2 separate regions of the Sus scrofa genome follow, and region 1 is linked to region 2. Evidence: chromatin contacts called from public Hi-C data. All regions are on one chromosome and are shown on one strand. The core of a region is the stretch at or near the end of the contact, and the rest is flanking DNA. Distances in the headings are between cores, read along the strand shown.

Region 1 (5,719 bases), core at 1,996-4,495, 190 kb before region 2:
GGAGAGCAGAAGCCAGGATCTCAGCCTTGGGCTCCAGCTGCCATCAGGAGGAGGGGCAGGCAGCATTAGGGAAGGCAGACGCCTGCAGGGAAGGGGCGACAGGCAGAGACAGAGAAAGGGGAGGCTGGCAAAAGCCTGGTGTTATTTTGGAGGCCTGGGCTCAGAGCACAGGGTTTCCGACTGGGGGCCCCACGTTAGCGGCCGGCACATGAGGACCAGCTCACAGGGATTCTCCCATCAGGCTCTCACTGTAGCCCTTCCACTGATGTATAGCAAAGCTCTGTGTTAGGAAAGTAAAGTCCTTCCAGATAAAGAATTTGTACTGTTTTAGTTTCTGTCTCCGACGAAGGCCCAGAGAGAAGCAAGCCCCTCTTTTAGACTTTGGGGAGGGGGGCTCTCTAGGAGCCCCAGACGCATGCATGGGGGCTCTTTTGAGCCAAGGTGTAGAGCATGTTCTTGATGATTCTATGAGAATTCTTCATCTCTTGTCCAGTTTCATGTTATTTTAAAATAGTGCCTGTGGTTTAATCATTTTTTTTGAGATCTTGCTACCAGATTTTAAAAAATCTGCTTCTATGAGCCAAGATAATTTGCTCATATAATTGTTTTTGAAACAGATCTTATGCAAGACATTCTGTACTGGTAAAGCTGAGCTGTGCATCTGCTGACTCGTGGCCAGACACCAAGAAGGACCCCAGCCGATTAGCAAAGTTGTACCCTTGCCAGGGACGGGATCGGAGGCCCATGTGGCTGTCCTCATGACTCAGAGGAGGTGGGCCTGAAGGCCTGTGGGCGGCGGGGCTGGCAGTTCGCCGGCTCTCTGCTGCTGAGATAAGCAGTTCCTCTCCAGCCGGCACATGTGCCCCCATCCCCCAGGGAGGGGGTCCGGCTTCCTCTCCAGCACCCCCGCTCCCACCCCACTTCTTGGAGGCTCTTGGAAGAAGCCCGGTTCCCCCTGGATTTCTTACTGCAAACTTAACCTTGGGGCCCTGAAGTCCTCTCTGTTAAGTGGGTGCAGGAATAACAGGCAGACTGAAGGAGCCCTAGGGGCCTCACCCAGATCCATCTCACCCTGCCACGGTTCATGTTCTCAGAGCCTTGAATCTGGCAAAAAGCAGAAAGACAAAGAGATTTCAATTGGAACAACCATAAAATTAAAAACAGTTCTCAGCAAGCATGGCCACAGTCTGCCTGAAGCAGATGGCTGGTAGGTAGGGGCTTGTGACGGAAAGAAACCCGTCCCTGTCTTCATTTTGTTAGGCCTGTGCAGCGGCCTGCAATCAGAAATAAAAGGGCAGCTGGGTTCTGCTCCAAAGCGCCGCCTGCCCTCTGGCCCAGCAGAAGACCTGCAAGCGCAGCATGGGGTGCTGTTTGGGCCCCTGCAGGGTCCCTCCTGGCCACGCTGAGAATTTGCTGGTTTGCAGGTCGCCCTGGTGAGCAGGCTGCCTCTGTCCTGCTTCCTGGTTCATGCAATTCCCGGAACGCCACAAAAGCACATCTAGTTTCTTTAATTTTTTTTTTCCCAGGGCATTGTATTCTTTTATTCCTTCTGCTCCCCCTCTTTCTCTTTCTCTTGTTTTTACAATCTCCCTGTAATGACTAATTGGCAGTGTTTCCCGACTTTTTTATGTTTCTCTTGCTCTGGTTACAAGTCGTACTAACCCAGCAATATCCACAGGGACCAATAGACAGCCAACATTCCCAATGATATACAGCGCGCCCCCTTCTTTAAAGTGCAGCGCATTTACAAGGAAATGCACACGGCCCAGGGCCCACTCCCTGGGCGCTGGCGCTGCGCTCGCGTCTGGGGGCGCGCCCGCGGTCCCTGCTCTGCGCCCCCTCCCGTGAGGCCTCTCCTGGCGCCCACACCGTCCCTCCTCCGCGCGCCCCCTCCCCACGAGACCCCCTCGTGCGCCCCCGCCATCCCGCCTCCGCGCGCCCGCGGTCCCGCCTCCGCGCGCCGCCGCCTCCGTGCGCCCGCGGGGCCGCCTCGGTGCCCGTTTACTGCGCGCGGCAGCCACTCTGGAGCCGCCGCACATCTGGATGGAGTCAGGCCCAGCGCCCGGGCCGGCGCCCAGCCAGTCCCCACCCGCTGGATTTCCTGATGTAAACAGAGCAAGAACACAGCAACTCTGCTGAATGTGTCATGCAGCGCTCTTTATCTGCTTGAGGTCAAAAACGGCGACTTAGAAAAACAGAAGCGTTGCTTTGAATTTAAACAGCTAAGAGCCATAGAGGGGACGGGGCTGCGGGGCCGGGTGGGGCGGGGAGGGGGGAGCGCCTCCAAACTCACCTCCGGCTTTTGTGCCTGCTTGTTCCACTAGGTACTATTTGGGGGTAATTGGTAATTGAGAGGCTAATTTCATTATCTGCAGCCAAATGGGGAACAAGATGCAGTTTCTGTTAGTGGTGCTGGAGGCATGTGAGAGTTTCCCGTGCTGTGGGCCCGACTTTGCCGCGCCCCCCGCCCCCCGCCAGCCCGCCGCTCTGAGGAAACTGCCTTAAGACGCCGATTTCCCCAGAGGGAAGCCCGCTGCCCGGTTTCTGAGAGAACTGCATTGCTCTCTGCCACCGGGTGCCAGCCGGGAAAGCATTTCCTTCCCAGGTTCCCAGCAGGGCTCAGTGCCTGGGGCCGAGGGAGCCTGCGCACTGGGCACCCCCGTTCCCGTTCCCGCTGTCCGCGGGGGGGGGGGGGTGGGTGAAGGACGACGCGCTCCCTCCCCCGCTGTCCGCAGGGGGCTCTTGGCTCTCGCTCCCCAGCTGTGTGGGTTTCTTCTCCCCTTCTCTGGCTCTGGATGAGAGCTTAATGATTTGGGGTTCCGAACATTCATTAACTAGAAACCAACCGACTCTAAACCGTGACAATGTCATTTTGAAATAGATGGTAAGGAGGGAAAATACAAAATGATGGCAGAGTTTGTGTTGTCATCACCAATAATTAAAATGAAATGTAGATGGTTTCCACTTCAGTCACAAACCATTTACGCTGCGCGTCTAGAAGATCCTGGCAGGGCTTCCCTGGCCCCGAAGCAGCGGCTCCTTCAGCAAAAGTCTTTAAATGGAAACGAGGAGGAGCAGTGCCTCCGTGTCTGAGGGCAGTGCTGGCGAGGGCGGATGTGAGAGGCTGGGGAGGCTGGGGGCTGTCCGGGTAAGATTTCCGCAGAGCGGCTTCATGGGGCGGTTTGTCCAAACGTTTGAGGTCATGGGCCCAGACGGTGGCTGGACGTCAGGGCGCTGGAATGCTGCAGGAGCCTGGGCGCATCCCTGCTCTGTGAAAAGGCTCCCAGGGCACTCCTCTTCCTCCCACAGGCTGGGATTTGATGAACTGGCCAGAAACTGGGCCAAGACTTGCGGAGACAACCAAGGTCCAATTTGGCAAGTGGGCTGGTTGCTCTGCCTGGCATTTGATGATGAGATGGGGCCAGAACCCAGCGTCAAAATGAGGTTGGCCTTCGCCCCAGAGGCTGGGGTGGGGCTTGCTGCACCCCTGTGCGCTCTGCACGTGGAAATGCCCAGAGTAGGCGTGTCCAGTGACTTCTGTGATCACGTGGTGCCCTGCGTGGCAGAAGTCGTCTGAGGAGCCCAGGGGCTTGCTCAGTCTAAAGTGATTGCTCTTCCCTTTCCACAGCATTGGATTTTCACACAAGTCCTGTGGGAACAGGCGACAAGTTCCAGAAGAAGAGACTAGCACAGTCCTTTGGCCACATACCCACTCCAGGGGGCATGACAACCCTTCTCCAGGCTGGTGATGCTAAGTTAAGTCACGTGCCCGAGGTCAGCGCCTGTTAGGCAGTCACTGCAGGAAGACCTGGAGAGGCTTTGTCCTGCCATCTGAGTTGTGTTTCTATCCCTTTACCTCCCATCTATCACAGACTCAAGCATTTGGGAAGATATTTTGACCTTCTGTCTTGAATCTGAAGAGATTTCTGCAAAATTCCAAACATTTAGCTTGTGTTCGTTTTCTAGGAGGACCCTGATTTCAACACTTTATTCATCGTCAAGGCCCCGTCGTCAGATCATGGGTCCCAGTTGATTCTCACTGTGAGCGTAGCCTTGTCTGTGTGACCAGCGCGAGGGCCTCATGGAATCGTGCCAGTGTCACCCTCCTGCTGTGTGCCAGGGCCAGCAGGAGCCTTTGCGTGGCGGGGGTGTGTGCATGTCTGTCGGGTTTGTGTGTGTGTCTGTCGGGGCCACTTAGCACTGGCCCCCTCGCAGCCGCAGCCTTTTTCTCTAGCTGAGATTCTTACTGGGATGGTTGCAGATGCGTAGGTGGACAGCCGTGCACTCTTTACTCAGTGGCGACACTTTCCCCAGTGTTAACATTTTGCCAGAGTACAGTCGGGTGCTCAGTGAGGAGCTCAGTGTGGACTCCACACCCTCAGCTTGCTCCAGGGACCTGAGCTCGGTGGGTTTGCTTGTTCTGTTCGTAGTTCATCCCGTTGGTGGTTGCTGCGGACACCACTGCAGTCTGGACACTAACACAGTCCCATCAACACAGGGATCCTCCGGTTGCCTGTTATAGCCACCCTCCCCACACCCTCCCCGCTCCGGTCTCAGTCCTTGGCACCCACAAGCCTGTCCTGTTTCTAAAACTCTACCATATATATGATCCTTTCGGGACTGCTTTTTCCACTCAGCATCATTCTTGGAGATTGAGCCACGTCGGTGCCAATAGCACGTTCCCTCTTATTGCTGGACAGTGTTCCGAGGTGTGACCATACGGAGGGTTTTTATCCAGTCATCTGCTGAAGGACGTCGTGGCTGATTCCAGTCTCTGGCTTTTATAGATAAAGCTGCGGTGACATTTGTGTACAGATTTCTCTCTATTATTTTACTGTGTGTCTTCGTACAGTTTTTGTAGCGGTTGCTCTGACTGGTGTCAATATTTTACCATTTTCAGTAGTGGAAACCCCATTTTCATCTACTCCCCTTTTCCTCCCTTTTTAAATATCATTTTCTTGTGAATCATAACTTGTTAGGATTTCTGTTTTATTATCAAACATAGTTTCTAAAGCTTTTGAGGACGGTGCAGTCCGTTGTGTGTACCCATTTCTCCTCTTCACTGTTTTTCTTCCCTCTCCTTTCTTTTTTCGTTCATTTCCTTTCTGCTCGAAGCGCCTTCTTTAGCCAGTCCTCGAGGGTAGGTAGTTCTGTTAATGCCAAAGTATTTAGTGTTCCCTGATTTATTTTTATTTCTTCTCCATTCTTGAAGGCCAGTTTTGCTGGATACAGGAGTAGTGGTTGACAGTTCTCTTCTTTTTTTTTTTTTGTCTTTTTGCCATTTCTTGGGCTGCTCCTGTGGCATATGGAGGTTCCCAGGCTAGGGGTCTAATCAGAGCTGTAGCCACTGGCCTACACCAGAGCCAGAGCAATGTGGGATCTGAGCTGCGTCTGCAACCTACACCACAGCTCACAGCAATGCCGGATCCTTAACCCACTGAGCAAGGCCAGGGATCGAACCTGCAACCTCATGGTTCCTAGTCAGATTCGTTAACCACTGAGCCACAACAGGAACTCTGACAGTTCTCTTCTTTTAGCACTTTAAAGATATTATTTGAGGTTTGTTCAGGTTTTTGGACCTGGAGGCTGGTGTTTTTTAACAGATTGGAGACATTTTCAGTTGTTATTTCTTTAAATATTCTTTCAGCCGCCTTCTGCCATCCCTGTCTCCTCTGAGGATGATGTGAGGACGATGAGAAGACGATGATGATACAACACC
Region 2 (6,093 bases), core at 2,808-5,307:
CTACAGATTTTCTACTTTCCCTCTAATAGGCCATTCAATGATATTTTCTATAAAAACCTTAAGCTGTTCCAGTGGCTTATGTGAAAAGCACTCATGACAGGTGACTGTAATTTGCTTTCATAAAGCCAACATAATCAAATCATCATAAAGAAAAAGTTTTGAAAAGTATTCTTGACTGTTAATAACATGAGTATTTTTGGCACTCAGAAAGTATGATTTTTGTGAAACAGATATGCAAACAAATGATCACTATGATGTCTTTCTGACTGTAACAGTATTATCTTAAGAGTAAAGAACAATACTCAATGTCTATTATAATCTAACACTTAAAGACTGACACTTGAGAGTCATCATAAACACTATTCACTTTCTCTCCTATTAACAAAAGAAACAAGCCTTTAGATAGTAGTTTAGCACTAATCATGAAGTAAGTAAGGTCTCTGAAAATAGTATACAAACAATAGATTTTAAATCAAAAATGTTTATTGTAAAAAAGAACCTTGAAAATTGTTTTTTTAAAAAAGAAACATTAATATCACAAATCTTCAGGTTGTTTATAGCATTTGCTATAGACAACATCTCACTTTCATACAAAACTCATTCAATCATATAAAAATAAACACAAATTTACATTGACCCATCAACTATACAATTAATTAAAAAGGGTGCTAGAAGGATTGCATCTGCTGTATGGATTTAAAATAGTTTACATTGTAGAGTTTCTAAAAATCCTTTGTTGCACTTATTCCCATCTTTAGGTGATTTTAGAAAATCATTAGAAATTCTTTTAAAAAGTAAGCCATGGAGCATGCACCGGGAATGTTCAAAGCTAGTCATTCTCCTCTCCCTCAAGGCACATATTGCTTATCGGCAAAAAAAAAAAAAAAAAAAAAAAAAAAAAAAGAAGAAAAAGAAGAAGAAAACACTTTTAATACATTCTCCTGTGTTTTTCCTTCTTGTTCTCTCCCCCCACCCCCGTCTCGCTCTTAAAAATACAGTTTAAAGTATTATAGGTCATCAAAATTGGCTTTAGCTCAATGACGGTGAGTAGACCTCAGACAAGGAATAAAGTGAACATGGTTACTTTATAAGGCACCTGAGATAGAGTCTGGCGGGTCCCCCTCCTGGAGGAAATTCTATTACAAATCTGTTTTAAGGCAATACTGTTCTTTTCAGGTGAAATGATTTGGCAGCAATGTAAATCTTTGCATTCTTCCTTAGTAAGAAAAGATGCAGTGTGCTTTTTGTTTCATCTTTGAGGAGAAAGATTGTCTTTTATCCTCTCAATCTAGCTGTCAGTAAATATGTAGTAATTTTAAACTTCACATGGAAAGGATTAACTTTAAATACATTGATTCCGTACTCTTGAGCTGTGTGTGTGTGTGTGTGTCTATACATATTATTTGGTCGGTAAGCGCAAGAGAAAATGCCTTTGGACTTTTACTTGTCATTTGGCGGCGGCAGCGGAGTGAAGAAATGCCTTCTGCTCGAGTAAACATTGGTGGTGTCACTCAGTGTGCCACACAGCAGCCAGATTCCTCGTGTTTGTGCAGAAGAGACATTCTGGAGAAGGTTTTGGAGCAGTTTTTGCACTGGTACTTCTTGACATCCGAGTGTGTCTGCAGATGAGCTCTCAGATTTGACCTGTCTGCAAAGGCCCTGCTGCAGTGAGGGCAAGAGAAGGGCTTCTCCCCTGGGGGGCGAGGGGGGCAAGAGAGAAAGACAGTCAGTGTTTTCAGAGGAAACAAAAAGCCAGATAACGTTTATGAGCAACAACCACCTTCTGCCTCAAGAATGAGAAACAGCAGAACTTGACTGAAATCCCCCTTGATTGATACTTAGTTGAATGTCTGGCTTTTTAAGATAAATCTGAATGGTGTATTATAAAATCAATTTAAAAATACAAGTATTATTCCTGCTGCCAGCCATGCAGAAATGATTCCTGAGGCTCTAGGACTTCACTTGCTAAAGCTTTTTGCTCTAGCAGGTGCAGCTGACAGAGAACTCCTCCCCACATTTCCCAACATTTCCCCTTTTCCCTCCTTCAGTGTATCATGACTAAGGCTGGATAAATGCCTCGACTCCTGGCTGGGTGATGTTGCGCTAGGAATAGAAAATTCAGCAGCAAAAACAAAACACAAGCAAATAACGGAAAGCAGATTCGGCCCTAACAACCCACCTTGCTGAGGGTGGCAGACATGCCAGCAAGAATGAAACGAACAAAAAAACAACAGCAAATCGCTTCATTGATTTGTCTCTCGGCTTGACTGACTGAGAGAGCAACGTAGTTATTTGCTGATTAGTGGTATTAGCCATTTCACAGAACACACATTCAAGTACATCCTTCCTGGTTTTCTACTGATCTTTGAGACCAAACCTTCTGAATCTGCTTTCCAAAGTCTACCTGCTGTTTGTGGTCTCTGGAGCCAGAGCTGAGGCCGTTAGCCAGCAAAGGAGCCCTTTGTGCTCTGTCGACTTTTGAGTCGTCAGGAAGTGGCTATAAATGACCATCCATCATTAAAAGCACTGTGTCACCACTTAAGGCAAATCCGACAGTCAGCCCAGGGCTTCCTCCTGTCGGCTGGTGACGGCCTGCCTGCCTTCCCTCTTACCAGTGTGCGTTCTGATGTGTCCTTGAAGCAGCCAGGGTCTGGAGAAGGCCTTGCCACAGATCTTGCAGACACAAGGTAGGGTGTGGGTCCGAATGTGCATCTTCAGGGCGCCCAGGCTCACGTACTCCTTGTCGCAGTACTTACAGCTGAAGGACTTCCTAGACTGGGCGTCACAGTGCAGCTGCTTGTGCTTGCCCAGCCCTGAGAAGGTCGAATAGGTTTTACTGCATAAATTGCACTGAAACTTCTCGGCTTCGATGGCGTGGGGGTCGGAAAGCTTGGACTGGAGTCTTTCCTCTTCGTCGCTAACGGGACTTTCGGAGCCGCTGTGGTCCTTGGATGAGGTGTCGGATGGAGGAGGGGGGCTCACACGCCCCAAGGGTGGGGGGTATCCGGACAGGGGGGAGAGGCCGTTGGGCAGCGGGGCGTGGAACGGAGCCGCGCTGGTCCACACCGCAATGGGGCTGTAGGCTCGCGAGCTGAGGATCTCCGGTTGTGGAATGACAGGCATTGGGTAACTCTCATAGAGGTACGGGGAAACGATCACTGGGGAAGACAAGAGGGGAAGGAAGAGTGAGGCGGAGAGAAACCTATGAAAACCCACCACGAAGCTGCTTGGCAACGCAAACGGACGAGAGGACGCGCGCAGGAGGAACTCGCAGGCGTTGGTAGGACATTTCTTCCCACCCTTGCTACTCGCGCGGTCACTGTACTTGGGGCGCACACGGAGCGTCGCGGGGCTGCAGCGGCTCGGCGGTCAGCGAGCGCAGCCCAGCCCCGCCCAGCTAGGGCCTCCGCGGTCCCCAGCGAGGGGAAAGCCTATCCACTACCTCGAAAGCTGCAGAGAAGTTCCCTTCCATTTTACGCGTGGGCTGTTTGCAGGGTTTATGACTGTGAGTACAAAGACAGGCGTAAATCCAGCTGCTTTCTAAAGGAAAGGAGCCTTATGACATGAAAAAAAAAGCAGTAATTCAACATTTACGCGTGGCCTTACTCATCCTCCGCGTACTCATTATGCAAGTATGCACACGCTTCAGAAAGTGACGTTGCAAGAGCCGAATGGAGTTTTCCTGGCCAGTGAAAAGTTTGAATTAAAACTTAGCCCAGATGATCAAAGGAACGGCCGCTCTTTCAGGAGGGACGCTGTTTAGAGGAAAACAGCTCCGCCTCTAACTTTTGTAGAAGTTGAGCTGCAGCTCACACTGCTATTTACCTCTTGATAGACAGACTGAGTTGCAATATAGAGCCCCCCTTTTACCTGTGTGTGTGTCCAGCTCGCTGTAGTTGGGCTTCTTGGAGGCGTTGAAATGCTTCTTGACCAGGAAGGAGCGCGGCATCCTGCCGGCTGCGCGGGGCGCCGGGCGCGGGGCGCGGGGCGCGCAGTCCTACAGCATCGCGGCCCCGGCAGGTGCGCGCGCGGCGCCGCCAGGTCGCAGGCTCTTCGCGGACTGAGCCCGCGGTGGCGGGGAGGCCTTTTTTTCCTGCCTTTTGCAAGAAGGGTCCAATCACAGCCGAGAGGTTCGGATTTCAGCTCCTCCCTCTGGGACAGCTGTGAACAGAGGAAGAATCTGTTGTCAGACTAAATTATTTTGGTTCAAAATGGGCTGTTCTCCGGCTTTCAGTGGAGAGGAAAAAAGTGCTTAAGTATTTTCAAGAAGAGGTAATTTTCCTTCTTCAGCTCGTCGGCCCTTCGCGCTCTCGGCGAGCTGGATCCGGCTGAACCTGGCCTGGCTTCCAGCTGTGGGCTCTGGCGCTTGCTGGGAAAGGCAGGGGGCCCGCGGGTCCCAGGCCAGCCTCTGGGCTTTGGAGAGGTTCTGCTCGCTCAGGGACGGAACAGTTCACTCCCGGCTTTTGACAAGAAAGGTAGCGGCAAAGACAAAGCCCCAGTGAGTGAGGGGCGGGCCCGCAGGGGACTCCCCGCGGCTAGCGAACCACCCGCCTCTCGCTGGGGACGCGCTTCGAGTCCAGGAGGCCCGGGGCAGAGCCAGAGGCGGCGCCTGGGGAAATGAAGCAGGCGTGTCACCACATTAGCCGTGAGGCTTGAAAGAAGCGCTTTGTAGCCCCCGAAAGACCGGCTGCCTGCGAGACCGGGCACCGTACGGATGAAAGCGAAGGATGGGTTAATGTCCTTTGGAACGGGAAGGGTTCCCCACAAAGGCATTTGCATCTTTTCAGGCATCGCCATGTAATTTTATGGAAAAAAAGTGTGAAGGGGCCTTGAGAGACAATTATTTCAAAAATGTATATGCTTTTAGACCATGCTCTTTTCTTGGGTATAACGTCGTCAAAATTCATGTGTTTCTGCCCCTCCCCTGCATTGTGTTTTTAAAGAAAGGGTGCCATCCTGAGCACTGCTTGGTTAAACTTTTAAGCTAGTCTAGCAATCAGCAAAAATACTTTGGTTGTGTGTATGGTATTTAATCTAAAAATACCCTAAAGTGGCTCATTTGAAAAGTGAAATTATATCCATATTTACAAGCACTTCCGTCCCTTCTAGATTATTCTCCCTACCTTTGGCTTAAAGACTAAGGAAAGAACACATTTGCAATCAGACCACGCTACCCTTGATTGGAACAGGTGCTGGGAGGAAAAAGGTGAAAAATAACAGTGTGAAGTCAAGACTTGTAAGAGGAAGGTGCATGTCAGGCTGCATAACTTCTTAATCTTGGGGGGAGGCCGGAGTGTGCAGGGGAGGGCGGGGCTCAGGCTGCCTGAGCTAATTTCAGAGATCCCCTTTCTTTTTTTTTCCTCCCAACTAGTTCAAACGCCAGGGAAAGGAATTTAGAGGGATCTTCATGTTAAAAGGAAAATATGAATATGCATCAGATCTCCCACACACCGGAGGCTGGCTCAGAACAAGCTCCCTCGGATCGGATCAGATTGGCCCTGGTTTGGGGGGCAGGAGCCCTCCTCCCCCCACTCGGCTTCCTGAAAAAGAGTTTGCATCTTGCCCAGAGCTCCTGCTTTTCCCTCCCGGCTCAGCTCCACGCAGAGTCAGCTCACAGCGGGGAGGCCAGAGAGCATCTGATACTTGTTCCTTGGCCACTAACCTACCAAGTGTGTATTCCAACAGCCCACTTAAAAGCTGAACAGAAATGCTCTAGGAAACCCTTGAACGCAGATGACAGAGCCTGTCAGGGGGGTCAGCACACAGACTCCAGTCAGAGTTGGGATGTGTTCTCCGCCTACCAGGCGGGTGCAGGGTGTCGGAGGCTATCTGGGGCATGTCTTCACATAGGTCTGCCTGCACCCGGAGCCCAGGAGGGCTGCAAGGGGGGTGGGGGTGGGCGGGGGAGGGGGAGTCAGGGCCCAGGTGCTCAGCTGGGAGCTGTGGAGCGTGAGGATGGAGAAGGCCCTCAGGTCCACACCCCAGGGCCTACAGAGGCCCAGTGGGGGGGTGAAGGTGCTGCGCCGTCCCCACCCCCCGCCCCCGAGCCAGAGGGGCCATGTGTGGGCATAGCCCTAGATGAAATGTTTTCTG

What was found. A called contact is a pair of places that touch in the nucleus more often than the background predicts.
Region 1: a Hi-C map of embryonic fibroblasts shows a contact between it and region 2, with 10 times the contacts expected there. A contact is called at or near these places in 14 of 47 Hi-C or Micro-C datasets (embryonic fibroblasts, epiblast stem cells, fetal heart ventricle and 8 more) and 1 of 2 datasets of targeted methods (skeletal muscle).

Annotation. Positions count from the first base shown.
Region 1 is chr4:79,452,512-79,458,230 of Sscrofa11.1, reverse strand. No RefSeq gene overlaps it. Among named protein-coding and RNA genes, the nearest start is that of EFCAB1, 80 kb to the right of the region's middle.
Region 2 is chr4:79,262,844-79,268,936 of Sscrofa11.1, reverse strand. SNAI2 (zinc finger protein SNAI2) reads right to left here and starts at 4,057. Exons shown (of 3, transcript XM_005663090.3): 1 at 3,871-4,057; 2 at 2,613-3,158; 3 at 462-1,693. The coding sequence starts at 3,949. The coding sequence ends at 1,512.